Linked DNA regions of Ovis aries: region 2 is linked to region 1. Evidence: chromatin contacts called from public Hi-C data. All regions are on one chromosome and are shown on one strand. The core of a region is the stretch at or near the end of the contact, and the rest is flanking DNA. Distances in the headings are between cores, read along the strand shown. Region 1 holds the start of MST1R (macrophage stimulating 1 receptor). Region 2 holds the start of MST1 (macrophage stimulating 1).

The links. Hi-C and Micro-C count contacts between places; a contact is called where the count stands out from the background.
Region 2: a contact with region 1 is called in a Hi-C map of skin fibroblasts, with 7 times the contacts expected there. The contact joins the promoter of MST1 here to the promoter of MST1R in region 1. A contact is called at or near these places in 6 of 16 Hi-C or Micro-C datasets (blood, mixed tissues, omental adipose tissue and 3 more).

Annotation. Positions count from the first base shown.
Region 1 is chr19:50,403,604-50,406,393 of ARS-UI_Ramb_v3.0, reverse strand. It overlaps MST1R (macrophage stimulating 1 receptor), which reads right to left and starts at 1,437. Exons shown (of 20, transcript XM_042236189.1): 1 at 1-1,437. The coding sequence starts at 1,174.
Region 2 is chr19:50,556,069-50,558,858 of ARS-UI_Ramb_v3.0, reverse strand. It overlaps MST1 (macrophage stimulating 1), which reads right to left and starts at 1,359. Exons shown (of 18, transcript XM_042236213.1): 1 at 1,254-1,359; 2 at 229-376; 3 at 38-150. The coding sequence starts at 1,347. RNF123 (ring finger protein 123) reads left to right here. Exons shown (of 40, transcript XM_042236205.1): 2 at 1-88.

The DNA of each region.
Region 1 (2,790 bases), core at 188-2,687:
GAGGCTCACAACAGCGCTCTACGCCCTGCTCGATGAGAGTGTCCAGCAGGTGGACCGGGAACGCACAGACCACAGAATTGGGATCCGCACCTGGGTGGCTGTCTTTGCTAGCTGAGAAGACCCCGAAGAGCACTTCCTGCCCCTCAGGGATGCTCAGCTCAGCGGCTAGGTGGCCGCCCACTGGAGCAGCATGGGCTGCCCGCAGCACCGGGTAGGGCTGCCCACCCTCATGGGCCGCGCGTCGCCGGCGTTTAGGGGCGAAATGGCAGTCAAGGACCAGCTCTCGGTAGTCGCCCAGGTCGGTCTCGACAGCACTGAGCCGTGCCAGGCGCGTGTGCAAGGCGCCAGGAGCAGCTGCCACGTCGGTGGGCTGTACCATCAGGAAATAGACGAAGGCTCCGGCGTGGAAACTGTACACATATTCGATGCGGTAGGAATCGAGGTGCTCGGGCAGCACCGAGAGCGCTGAGAAGCCTGCTGCGAATCCTGAACCGTCGGCCTTGAGCCGCCGGATGGACACTGAGAGCGGGCTGAAGCTGGCGGCCACTGCCGAGTCCAGTGACGATGCCACGTACAAATAGGATGCCTGGCCCTGCTCAACCACAGTCACGAGGGTGCCCAGAGGGCTGGCTACACAGTCGGGACAGTCCTCTGGCCGATTGTGCTCTGAGAAAAGGCAGACCGGTGGCGCCAGGTGCAGGGCTGTCCCGCCTGGCTCTAGCTCATGCAGGAAGCAGCGGCCTCGAAGGCTGGAGCCACAGCTGATCAGAGCCGGAAGCGCGGGTTCCAACACCAGAACCTGTGCATCTGTGTCTCCTGGCGGGCCGTGGGGGCCTGGGCCACAGGCCTCACACGTCTGGCAGCCAGGGTCTCCAACAGGGCCGGTGGCCAGGCTCTCAACCGGCTGCAGATCAGGTCCAAGCACATGCAGGCGATTGCGTGTGGCCACGAACACCGCACTCCCTTCCCTGCCGCCCTCGTAGGTTGCAACGGCTTGTACCCGACTGCTGGCGGAGAAGCTGGGCACCGAGTACTCCACCGCAAAGTCGCGGGAAGCAGCATACGGGATGCGCGGGCACTGCCAGGACCCGCCAGTCTCGGGCACCGCCGGCAGCGTCGGCGGCAGCAGCAGCAGTAAGAGGAAAGGCTGCAACAGCGGCGGGTGGAGCTCCATCGAGGCCCAGGTAGGGCCCCGTGGAGGTTTCCGCAGACCCGGGCCTGGCTGGGAGCAGACTCGAAGTCTGGGTTGGTACCCGCGTCGAGGGTCGATCCTGGGAGCCCCGGGGCAGCTGACCCCACCAGGACTCCTGAGATGCCCACCGCCCTCTCCTGCCCACAGTGGCCGAGCGCCTGGCGCGGGCGGACACACGCAGACAGAGAGGCCGCCTCACCTGTTGCTCTTGTTGCCGCTCCCAGCCGGAGATTAGAGCAAAGTCTTTCGGAGCTACCCCGGCGCGGCGGACAGGACCAGGGCGTGGGGCGGAGCCGTGGGCGGGGCCCTCTGGTCGGCTGGCTGGCCGACTTTCCCCGCCCTCGGAAGCCTGGGTCCTACACCTACGCTTGGGCCCTTTTTCCTCAGTGGCCTGTGAGTGAGTGGGTGTAGAGTGGCCCGGAGAGACGTTTAGTAGATCTGAGCTGTCCTGTCCCGCCCCCTGACGATCGACTGGGCGGAAATGGGAGGGGTTGCCCCAGCGCGTTTGAGGACCATTTGGTATCCTTCTTCTCTCGGCTCCAGGATACAGCAACATCCTCAGACACTCGTTCCTGGTCAGGGCCCAGGGAACTCTTTTTGTGGGGACCAGAAGCCAGGAATGTGTGGAGAACCAGAGGGGAGGTGTGAGGAGACCCCAGGAGTGGCACTACCCTCTTTTGAAAGTGTTATTCAGTCGTGTCTGACTCTTTATGACTGTCGCCCGCCAGGCTTCTCTGTCTGTGGGATTCTCCAGGCAAGTATACTGGAGTGGGTTGCCATTCCCTTCTGGGACTATCCCTCCGTGGACCTGCCCTGGGCTGACTGCGACAGGATGGCGGTCAGAGGCTACTGCCTTGCATCCGGCCTGCCCAGGGCAGTGGGAGTTATAAGATGGGGCCCACCCTGTTGGCTGGATCTTAGAGTCAGAGGAGAAGCAACTTACATGGAGGCCCAGCCCTAGCTCTGGTCTGTCTACCACTGCCTCCGTAGGTGGCAGCTGCAGGGATGGGGTCAACAGAACACAAGCTGGCCTTGCTTCCTGGTTCTGTTCCAGCACCTCCCTGATATGCAGGAGACATGGGCTTTGGCTTTCAGGGCACCTCTAACCTGTTCTGTTAGCCTTGCTGGGCCTCAGGCTTTCAGTCTCCGAAATGAGGTGGTTGCCCAGAGTTCTCTCTCCAGGCTGTGATTTGTGCAGGGTGGGAGTAGGGGAGTCAACCCAGGTCTGCTCTTGCCATCTCTCAGCATCTGCTCTTTGGGAACTACACCCCCCAACACTGGAGCGTCCTGGGGGACATCTTTAGCCTGATATCCACCTCAGCCAGGTGGGCCTGGGCCATGGAGAGAAGGAAAGCTTCACAGAGTGACGCTAGGTTGAGTTCTGAGTGACCTGTGAACTGTGAGTCCCAGAGATTTGTAGGGTAAGGAGTGCAGGTGAGGAGAGGAGACAGCCCAACAATATTCAGCCTGGCCCTACGAGAACCTCCTCCACTCATCTCCAGCCTATACTCCTAGTTCCTCCTTCCAGGAACACCTTTTCCCCTTCCTTCTCTTGCAAAGTACGTGGCATCTCCTCCAGGAAGCCTACCTGATCTGGG
Region 2 (2,790 bases), core at 110-2,609, 150 kb before region 1:
CAGCCCTCTCCCCAGCGCACCCTTCGCAGCCACTCACTTTTCTTTTGGAAGAGGTCACAGCGCCCGGAACGCTGCAGTCGTGTATGAGGTGAGTGCTGGGTCCATGGCAGCAACTGGCAACCATGGCTGCTCAAGTTGTAGTGGAAGGCCCTGGGAAGAAGGGGCACAGGGTCACCAGTGCCCAGGTTCCTCTCCCTCCAGTCTTATCGAGGCCCAGTGGGCACTCACCTGCAGTCCAGGAGGGGCCCACAGCGGCCTGCACACTCCTCAGCATTTGCCACATCTTCTTGCCAAGGCCTGGGCCCCCCTGAATGTAGCAGGTGTTGCAGCTCCGTACCTCGAAGCACCTGGAAGTCATTCAAGGGCGAGCGCTGCCCTGCAGGGTGGGCATGCGAATCAGCACGTGTATATCAGCATGTGCATACTTTATTCATTCAGGAGATCAAAATAAAAGGCCTCTGGAGTGGACCCTGTGATCCCTTCAAGGGTCAGACCCCTGTACTGGATGGGAGGAGCAGGCTCAGACATGACTGTAATCACTAGCGCACCTGTTTAGTGGGCAAGGCACTGGGCTCAGCTGTAAAACATATACTCTGAGCTCAGTGCATGCTGGTGCTGGCCCTATGGAGCTTATGCCATCTCATTTCTCACGTGAGGATGTGAAGGCTCAGAGCTATCTTATTAACAAGGCAAAGGCCCAACCTAAGCATTCTGACTCCAAGTGTAAGTTCTAACCAGCATAAGGGTAAATGCTGAAAGTGTTGGTCGCTCAGTCCTGTCCAACTCTTTGCGACCCCATGGACTGTAGCCTGCCAGGCTCCTTTGTCCATGGGATTCTCCCAGCAAGAATACTGGAGTGGGTTGCCATTTTCTTCTCCAGGGGATCTTCCCAACCTGGGTCTCCTGCATTGCAGACAGATTCTTTACTGTCTGAGCCACCTAACCAGCATAAGGGTATATGCTAGGTAGAAGGATTAGGTCTGGCTCATAAGGGATAAATGCCTGCATGTGTGTATGTGTCTGTGTGGTCCTAACACTGCCTCAAAGCTACAGCAGACATTTCACCGCAGGCCTGAATATCAGGCAATGTGTTTGTGTTCCTTTGGCTGCCCAGCTCTGTGAAAGAAGCCAAGGTCACTCACTGCTACAGGCTCAGTAGGAAAGTAAGTTCCCGGCTCAGATAGCAGGATGGGCCTGGGCCGACCCCTTTCTGAAGGCAGATGGGGATCAGGGCTGAGGGGAAGGGCACTTACCAGGGGCCCCTGAGAACCGTATCAGAAGCAGCAGGAGTGGCAGCCACCCCATCCTCCTGGCTGGAGGCTGCACTGTGACCCACCACAGCCCCATCCGGGAAGTTGTGAAACCTGTCCCTACGGGATTGGGTGGCTCTGTCTCCACACCCCCACTCTAGGCTCGCTGGGATCTGACCTGAGACCCAGTGGCAGTAATGGAGGTGGTGCCAGGCCTCAAGCCCCCTAGGTGAGGTACAGGGGTCCTCACTCTGGCATAGTTACCCCCAAGAAGTCCTCCCAATATAGTGGGCGGTGTTGGAAGGGTTCACTGGGGACACTTGAGGTGCCGTGGGGTGGGGGTGTGCGGCCCCCACAGTCTAGGCCCCTCTGAAGGGAAGGGCTGTGTGGATATGCTTGCTGCCAGAGGCCAGAGTTCCAGCCTTAAAGTGGTGATATTAAATTTTCCTGAGTTTCAGCTTTCCCTGTAAAGTGGAGAAAATTCCCTGTTGCTTTGATGACTGATGGGCTCCCACGGGGGCAGGTCTGCCCACGCCCCTGTCAGCAGAGCCCAGGGAAGCTCTCCTCGCCCGGCCAGAGGTGCCATCCCTGGGAAAGGTGAGCAAGGCCACGCGTCTAGCCTGAATGGAAGTGAGGGTGACAGGTGGCAGAGACCCTTGGGAGGAGCAGCCTTTCGGACGCCCTAGCGGACCTTTGGGCTGGATCTCCAAATACGGGCAGGAGTAGAGAGATAGGCGGCCAAGGTCTCTCAGGACACAGCGTTAACGGCACGGCTGGGCCAGGAGCTCCTCCCGCGCCCGCGCAGGTGGGGGACGGAGGCGAAAGAGGCTGGGCGGTGGGGGCGAGGCGGCTCCGGGAACATCCCGGCTTGGAGGCTTCAGAGGGGGGGCGCCACCTAGCCGAGGCCGGGCGCGGGTCGGTGCGCGTGCGCGTGCGCGGCGGCCGCTCGGTTTGGCCACGGACGGGCGCCGTAGCCGAGAGCTGGGCAGATGTTGTGAGCCGGGACTCGGCGGCGAAGGCTAGGGGGTGAGTGAGGGGCGGCCGGGCTCCGAGATGGGCGGGCTTCCCCGTGGCTCCCCTTGCGTCCCCGGCCCGTCCAGTTGTGAGAGTGCTAGCCGCGCGAGGGACCGCAGCCTGTGGTGCCGGACTCCGGGCCGGAGCTGGCCTGGAGGGTCCTTCAGAGCTTGGGGCCGGGACGGAGGCGACTTGGGGGAGACTAGCAGTGCCCTCGCGTCCTTGGGGGTGGCTTCGATTCCGAGCCCGGAACCCTCGGCGGGGCTGAACGGGACGACGTGGCAGGGAGCCCCCGGACAGAAGTCAAGGCCCGCCTCGCACCTGGGTCCTCAACACCTGACACCGGGAGTGGGCGTCTGGAAGCTTTGCTCATCGGTTCCGCGACAACGTCTAACCTGTCAGGCACCTGCTCTGTGCAGAGGGCCGGGGGTGGGCGGCAGGGCAGGGAGTCGCCTTCCTGAGGGGCAGGCGTGGTGGGGACTGGGAGCGGGCAAGAGGGTGTGGCGGGAGCAGAGGAGCTGTTTGG